Regions from separate parts of the Mus musculus genome. Here region 2 is linked to region 1. The links are chromatin contacts, called in public Hi-C maps. All regions are on one chromosome and are shown on one strand. Each heading gives the region's core, a stretch centred on a gene start, on an enhancer-like site or on the middle of the called end of the contact. The rest is flanking DNA. Distances are from core to core; before and after follow the strand shown.

The links. A called contact is a pair of places that touch in the nucleus more often than the background predicts.
Region 2: a contact with region 1 is called in a Hi-C map of cerebellar granule neurons, with 2.7 times the contacts expected there. The contact joins two enhancer-like sites. A contact is called at or near these places in 9 of 484 Hi-C or Micro-C datasets (the N1E-115 cell line, brain, cerebellar granule neurons and 3 more) and 1 of 115 datasets of contacts at active chromatin or transcription factors (fibro-adipogenic progenitors).

What each region holds. Positions count from the first base shown.
Region 1 is chr8:114,772,114-114,775,828 of GRCm38.p6, reverse strand. The region is part of intron 8 of Wwox (WW domain-containing oxidoreductase); the gene reads right to left. Among named protein-coding and RNA genes, the nearest start is that of Gm16118, 66 kb to the right of the region's middle. Within about 2 kb of position 2,143, at least 62 of the 459 cell types and tissues checked have an H3K27ac peak or open chromatin away from gene starts, as enhancers often do. A contact at or near this core is called in cerebellar granule neurons and cerebellum, where this site is marked.
Region 2 is chr8:114,598,179-114,601,893 of GRCm38.p6, reverse strand. All of the region lies in intron 5 of Wwox (WW domain-containing oxidoreductase), which reads right to left. Among named protein-coding and RNA genes, the nearest start is that of Gm16116, 3.4 kb to the right of the region's middle. Within about 2 kb of position 1,568, at least 5 of the 459 cell types and tissues checked have an H3K27ac peak or open chromatin away from gene starts, as enhancers often do. A contact at or near this core is called in cerebellar granule neurons and cerebellum, where this site is marked.

The DNA.
Region 1 (3,715 bases), core at 894-3,393:
TTCCTCAAGGATAAGGGACCCGATGTGACCCGCTGGGGGCTTGTTTGCAGGGATCTGCAAAACCTCACATCAGAGACACACAGATTTAATGAGCTGAGCACACTAGCCATCTTCCAAAGCACTCCCAGGAGAGGGTGCAGCTGGGACACATCTACAAGACGGGAACCAGAGTACCCTGGCACTTGTCCGAGACGGGGCCTGTTGGTTGCCTTTGCCAGTTGTATCTGTGCCCCCCCCCCCCCCACGATGGTCAGTTGCTCTAAATAAATATCCGTGGTTCCTGGGCATAACTCAGACTTTGCATTTAAAATTAGATCTATAGTGGCTTGGCCAAAATTTGTGTGTGAGTGTGTGTGTGCACTCGAGAGTGTGCGTGTGTGCGTGCATGCGCGCGATGGGTATGTAGCTGCCTGCAGAGGCCAGAGGAGCATGTCAGAGTTCTTGGAGCTAGAGTTACAGGTGGTTATGTGCTGCCTACTACGGGAGCTGGAAAGCAAACGTGGGTCATTTAAAAGAAGAGCAATGAGCACTCTTGATGCTGAGCCACCTCTCCCGTCTTTGCTTTTTCTTCAGTACGGTTTTATATTTGTGTGCATTTGTAGTGTGTATATGTATGCGTGTGCACGTGATGTTCACACCAATTCCCCACAGAGTCAACATTAGATGTCTTCCTCTACTACTCTCTATACATGCCTTCCCCTACCCCTTTGATTCAGTATGCGCCATTTCAGCTCAGTTGGCTGCCAGGGACCCTAGGATCTGTCTCTATCTCTACCTAGGTTTCCTCAGCTGGAGCCAAGTGCTCAGCCTTCTTAAGTGGGTTCTGGAGATCTGACCTCAGGTTCTCATGCTTATTCAGCAAACAATTTACCTGCTGAGCCACCTCCCCAATCCTTTCAAAATTAATTTATATTCAGATATTATTACCGTTACTTGTTCCTTTAAACAGAGCAGCACACAGAGAAATCGCTAGTGTTCTCTTCTATCAGAACACGGGCTGGTCCAGCCTACACATTTGCTCATGGTTGGGTGGACAGGTAGCAAGCAATGCTATCTGGGCTGACCTCTTCATCTGAGATCACCTTGTCTTCGTTAGAAGAATCTTGCTTCTCCTGTGTGTTCCACAGTGGTACAGAACAGACAGGGCCCGAGTCTTACTGTAGAACAGGCCTCTGGTAAGTTATAATTAATCAGCTTCAACCTTCTAACAGGAGCCAGCTGGTGAACGTGACATTGCTGGAACTGGACAGGTGTGGCAGTGAGACACACGGTCCCTTGCCGGTCACAGGGTATTCCAGTAGGTGGGTAGGACTGGGGAGATTCTGAGCGCCCACCTCTGAGGACTGGACAGAGTAAAATAAAAAAAGAGTGAAAGATTCCCTTTCATTTTTTTCTTCTTCTCTTTCTCAGGTTAATATGAAATTTTAGGAGCACAGGAGCGAGACTTCCGGCTCGACAGAGCGGCTAAGTCACCGAGCCGACTTTTCTCTGAAGCAAAAGCGATGTACAATGTTGATGTGTGCCAAGAACTCACTTGGGCATGGGGCCAAGAGAATGCGGCCTGTCAGTCGTCCGTGGGGGAACGAGAGAGCAGGGAGTCCAAGCACATTTGGAGAGATGCCTTACAGTTCTGAGGCAGCCTTTTCACGTCCACAGAAGCCCTGCCCCCCCCCCCCCCACCCAAACTCGAAACCTCTTGTTTCTGGCTCTGGGAGGCAGCTGTTGGCGAAGACATACCTCTTTGGCAAACCAACGTCATCCTCAAGCAGACCCTGTGGTGTGAGGGGTCTGGAAGGGGCCAGGCCAAGGTGGTAAACCTTCCTACCAGATCATCTCTTGTCTCTTGCATTCAGCCAAGGCAATGTGCTCTGCAGAGCCAACCCTTGCCTGTCTCAGAATCATGACTTGCTTGTGACTAAGTAGAGGCTGAATCGGCACCCTGATCCCCCACACCCCCCCACACCCCCCAGAGCCCTGGAGTCCCCTCCACACCCCCCCCCCAGCCCTGGAGTCCCCTCCACCCGCTCTTTACAAAATCAGTTCATCTGGGTAATTTTTAAAGCGCAGCACGTGGGCCAGCTGGAATTGTTTGCCTCTTCCTGGCCAAATGTTTGGGGCGCCTTCCAGCCTTCAGTCTACATGCTGTGTGTGTGTGCTAGCAAGATCTGGAAGGCACGTCCAGGACTGGGAAGGAGGGTGTTGCTGACCGCAGGACCCGCCAACTTCCCTAGGCAGGAATGAGAAAGAAGCCTGCTCTTTTTAGGCAAGCCACTGTCAGGCAACACTGTCAGGCAGTGATTCTCTGGGCTTGGATATTAATGCTCACATTCACTGGCTTCTGAGCTAAACCCCCCATCCCAGATCCTTAAAAAGAGAAGATGATTTTCCAGGGAAAGGAGTGTGTGTGTGTGTGTGTGTGTGTGTGTGTGTGTGTGTGTGTGTGTGTGTATGTGTGTGTGTGTGTGTGTGTGTGAGCTTATTTATGCTGCTCTTATCCAGAACAGGGCTGATAGGAAAGTCACTGGACAAGGGTCTGCCTGGCAGGATGCTGCCTGCCTTCCTTCTAGAAAGCAGGCTACTTAGATAAGGTGCAGTAGTGGCAGAAGTCGCCTTGAACACTTGGCAAGTGTGTTCATTTAGAAGGAAATAATACAAAGAGAAGGGCAGAATATTCTGTCTGCCTCCTCCCTCCAGCCACGGGGAAGGTAGATAATTAGACTTCATTTACAATCCAGAGCTTTCAAAAATAAGACCTGTGTTGGTTATTTATTTATTTATTTTTAAAGATCTTTTAACTTTGAAGTTCTGGAGATTGGGGCGGGAAGCTGCCTTGTGTGAAATGTGCCTGGCCTATTGTACTTGGGGGAGTCGGAAAAAAAAAAAAAAAAAAAAAAAAAAAACGGGGACAATAATAGCCCTTCACGGAGGAGACGGGATTGTGTTCAACACACCATTTATCTCCTTTTGGACACAAAAGCATATGTGCAAATATGTCCATTTATACATTCTTCTTCTGGGGGCCTGTGACTCTTCCAAGTCATTATTCATATTAATTAATGTGTGTTTGGTTTATAAACTGCTGGGCTTAAGAACTCAAGTTGAAATGTTCTAGGAAAGTCAATACCCCAGCACTGCCTGTGACAGGGTAGGGGTGAGGGGTGGGGGTGGAGCTAATGGGCTGGATCCAGCCTTCCAATAGGGTGACAGGAGCTTTACACATCTGGGACAAGGCAAAAGGCCCTGTGAAGGGCCTTATATTTGCTGTCTGGAGACCGGCATCCATTCTTCCACCCTCCTGGATCCACAGAGAGCTTCTCAGGATAAACTGGGTCATAGTTCATAAATTCTGAGTGTCCAAGGAAGGGGGGAAAATGATAGTATTACTGAAACACAGTCCACACAATTCTGTTTTCTGGAATGGCCCAGCTCTCTGGGCCTGTTAAAGGCAGTTCATCAGCAAAGCACTTTGCATTAGAGCCAGGAAAGGGAGCTGGGTAAAGAGGCATGAAAAAAAAAATACCAGAAGATGTTTGTGAATACTTTCCAAAAATTCCAGGAAGACATATGCGTTTCAAGACATGGATCTCGCTAATAAACATTAGGTCATAAAATAATTCAGTGTACATGTGTGGGTTTTAGAGAACACTCTCTGAAAGAATTTTTCTGGAAAAAAATAAAAGCAACCTTGCTGTTCACTGTTTTAAAACTCCCTCCC
Region 2 (3,715 bases), core at 319-2,818, 170 kb after region 1:
AAAAGCTGGGTGTTGTGGGGGGATTTTAAGTGGTCCTGTCCTTGCCCCTGTGACTGCTCCGGTGTCTTGGCAGGCCATGAGAAGGGAGGCACCTTCAGAGTCTTTAAATTGCTACTGTTACTAAATGGAAAAACGGTCATCTGAGTGAAGAGCCCAGGGATGCCTGCAGGGGGACAGCAGACTGCTACTGTGTCCAACAGAGGTGCCCTGTGAACAGCCTCTCTAAAGGGCAGAGGGATAGAAGGAGTTACAGTGCTTTGTGGATACAGAAGATGGAGACTTCTGCTTGACTTCAAAGACTCAGAAATGGGCTCACACCTGGTCAGAGGTCAGAGATCCAGACTCTGACCCTGGCAGGGACTTTAGGCTGGATGGTAGCTCAACAGTCAGGGCTTAACCAGTTAAAGACACCTGTGATCACAGCGCTCTGGAGGCTGAAGCAGGGGAATTGCTGTGAGTTCAAGTAAGCAGGGGATGCAGAGTAAGACACTGTTTCAAGAAGCAAAGGAAAACCCTTGAAGAGGAGAAACGTTGACAACCCCAGCAGAGAAGTCTGGGACATCAAGTCTCACTCAAACATGTGGAGACATGTTTGATTTTATTTAAAGAACTCCCAGCCAGTCCACATAGTTTTTAAAATTGCATGTTTTTCTCTCACTTTCTCTCTCTTTCTTTCTCTCTATTCTTTTTCTTTCTTCTTTCTTTCTTCCTTTCTTTCTTTTCTTCTTCCTCCTTCTCCTCCTCCCTCCTCTTCCTCCTTCTCCTTTTTGAATGGATGCCAAAGTCAGATGGCCACATCCTGTCCTATTGCATTATAAAGGATCAATCCTTGTTCTCACTCAGGAGAAAACTCAGAGCATGACCCCCATGTGGAAGTGATGGAGTTCAGGAACCTGGTAGTGAAATGGACCAGTGATATACGTGGCCGTCCTAGTTTCAAACATAATAAAAATAAATAAATAAGTAAATAAGAACAGAAGCGCTCATGAAAGTAACATACTTTAGGGCAGCCAACTGCAGGTAAATTTGGCTTTCCTTTGATAGCTACCGAATAATAACAGGATGGTTTCATTGGTGGCATTTTTCCCTGGTCTATTTTTATTTTTTATTATCTTCTGTTGTTTGCTTTTAGTTTTAAAAGTCCTTGCAAATACGCAACTTATAAATCATGCCGGAAATGCGTGTATTATTTCATTTGGGGGAAGAATCAAGTTCTAGAAGGCAATGCTCACATTTCACTTAATTACCAAACAAAGACATAATGGACTATTTTTCTGTATTCACGAGAGACAGAAGGACTGTCAGTTTGATTGCCTGTTAAGGTTTCGGTGAATCACAATGTTATTACGCTTTTAAATCAGAGGATCGGTTCCTTCCGCTAAGTCTAACAATACTAGAAAGTGAGAAGGAGGGGGGAAAACACCTCATCTGGGGCCGTAATATTTGCTGAAAAAAATCCACTTCAAAACATTAATCAAATTTTTCGCCTACTGGGCAACCATATGGCAGAGCAGCATGCGAATCTCACAAACTTGCTGATCTCCTGTAACCGGGTGCAATTAATTACGCTGGCTGCATCCATCTCTTGGATTTTCGCCTTGTGAAAAAAAAAAAGTATTTATTGTAACAGCTTTTACAAAACAAGGGAATGAAAATCTCAATTGATTAATGAGAGGAATGGAAATATTTCCGTTAGCAGATTTAAAAAAAAAAAAGGATTAATGCTGTGGATGGAAAGGCGCCCACCTCAAGCTCACCGTGAGGTGGGTTTGTGTTTTTATTTTGGACCCCCCAAAAGGTAGAGGAAGAGTGGGCTGAGAAGATACCCGGAGCTCTGAAATGCATAATTCACTAGCAGGCTTTGGATCGCAAGTAATAAAGGCTTAAACTGGGGAAGTAATAAAGAGATTGGCTTTACAAGACACTATCCTGGGAGACAGAAAAGCTTCTTTGATTTGAAAACACTGATCTTAAAGGACTCAGTGGGGTGAGGAACAGGACAGCCCTGACAAAGCAGGCAATGGAGGGAGCTCTTAAAGTAAGCAGGACACCCCGTCCTCAGCTAGTTACGCCTGGAGACTGCTGCACATCTGGGCAGATTACGGTTTTAGGGCTGCCCCATCAAAACAGGTGTCCTGGAGTGTGTTAGGACTGTCCTCACCTACTAACGCAAGGTGCGGACACAGCGTGAATGTGACCCTTTCCCCGTGGTATTTAGACTGTGAACTGGGGCAGTCAGATCCACTTCAAAGAGTGACCGTTAATATGTCACTGAGGTAACAGTCCTTCCCTCGTGGAGGACTGATGGGCCCCGGGCTGGGGTCTGTAGGCCAGCAGGAGCAGTGGTCCTTTGTCTCTCTCCAAACCTGTCCCCTTTCTGTGGAACCCCCAGCCGGGGTGGACAGTTGTGACCTTGTCTTCCCAGCATTCTTCACTCAGGAGGGTTAATTCCACACTCTTTAAAGAGTTAGCCCAGGAGGCTGGGTTTAAAATTCCAATAAACACCACCTTGAGAAAATAAGCAGAATACTAACTTCAACAGAATTATACGTGTTTGTAAGACTGAGGACTGGATCGCATTTGCAACCAATGAAGGAAAAAAAACATATTAGAGCAAAGCTTAGTAACTCAAGTTACAGGCTGACTTTTCTCTACAGTGACTCCCACATTTAAACGTGTGCCAGGAAACCATGTGGAGGGCCTTGTCTTTTGTTTTACTACAAATGTGAGTGTCTGGTCCAGTGCACGCGAGAACACTTGTGTACTCACTCGTGTGTGGGGAGAGGTAAGGGACAATGTCCTGCGTCATCCTCAGGAATCCATCTGCCTCTGTTAATATAGGATTTCTCACTGGCCAGGAGCTCACTAGTGAGGCTAGACTTGCCTGAGTGGGGAGCCCAAGGGATTTTTCCATTTCCAGCTCTCCAGCTCTGGAATTACAAACGCATGCCATCTCTCCCCCAGAACTTTTTATGTGAGTTCTGGGATCGAACTCACGTCTTAACGCTTGTACGGCAAACATTTTTACCTTCTGATGTCTCCCTCCAGCACCTGCAAATGACTTTTGATAAGACTTCATTATTATTTTATTAATGGGTACATAGTATACATGTGGCAAATATGAGGATTCATGTTTTGTTTTCTTTTGGTTTTAGTGTTTTTTGTGTTGGTTGGTGGTTGTTTGTTTGAGAGATGAAATCTTGAATCACCTAAACTCTCTGGGTGTCTAAGCGAGCAGTATCTAAAAAAAAAAAAAAAAAATCACAGTATTTCATTCGAGCAACCCATCCTGTACAGGATGTATGTTTATGTTAACACTCATGTTTGAAAATACTGCCATAGAGGAAAAAGAATAATGGTGAACTTTAAGGTAGCAGACGTATCCAAGCGGCTAAGAGACATAAAAGCCACAATGGGTGGCTCCCAAACGCTCCCTGAGCTAGGGGAATGGCACACTGGTTAGCCTGCCTGCTGCACCAGCATGGGGACCTGAGCCTGTAGCCAGCATGAAGGCTGTGGGAGGTGGCACAGATCTGCAATCCCAGTGCGGAGAGTGGAGAAGGATGAAACAGGGGCATCCCTGGAGCCTGATGCCCAGCTGGTCTAGCCAAAGAGATGAGTTCTGGGTCATGAAAGTCCCGGTTAGTTCATAGGTAGGTAGGTAAGCAGGCAGGCAGGCAGACAGACAGACAGGCAGACAGGCAGGCAGACAGAC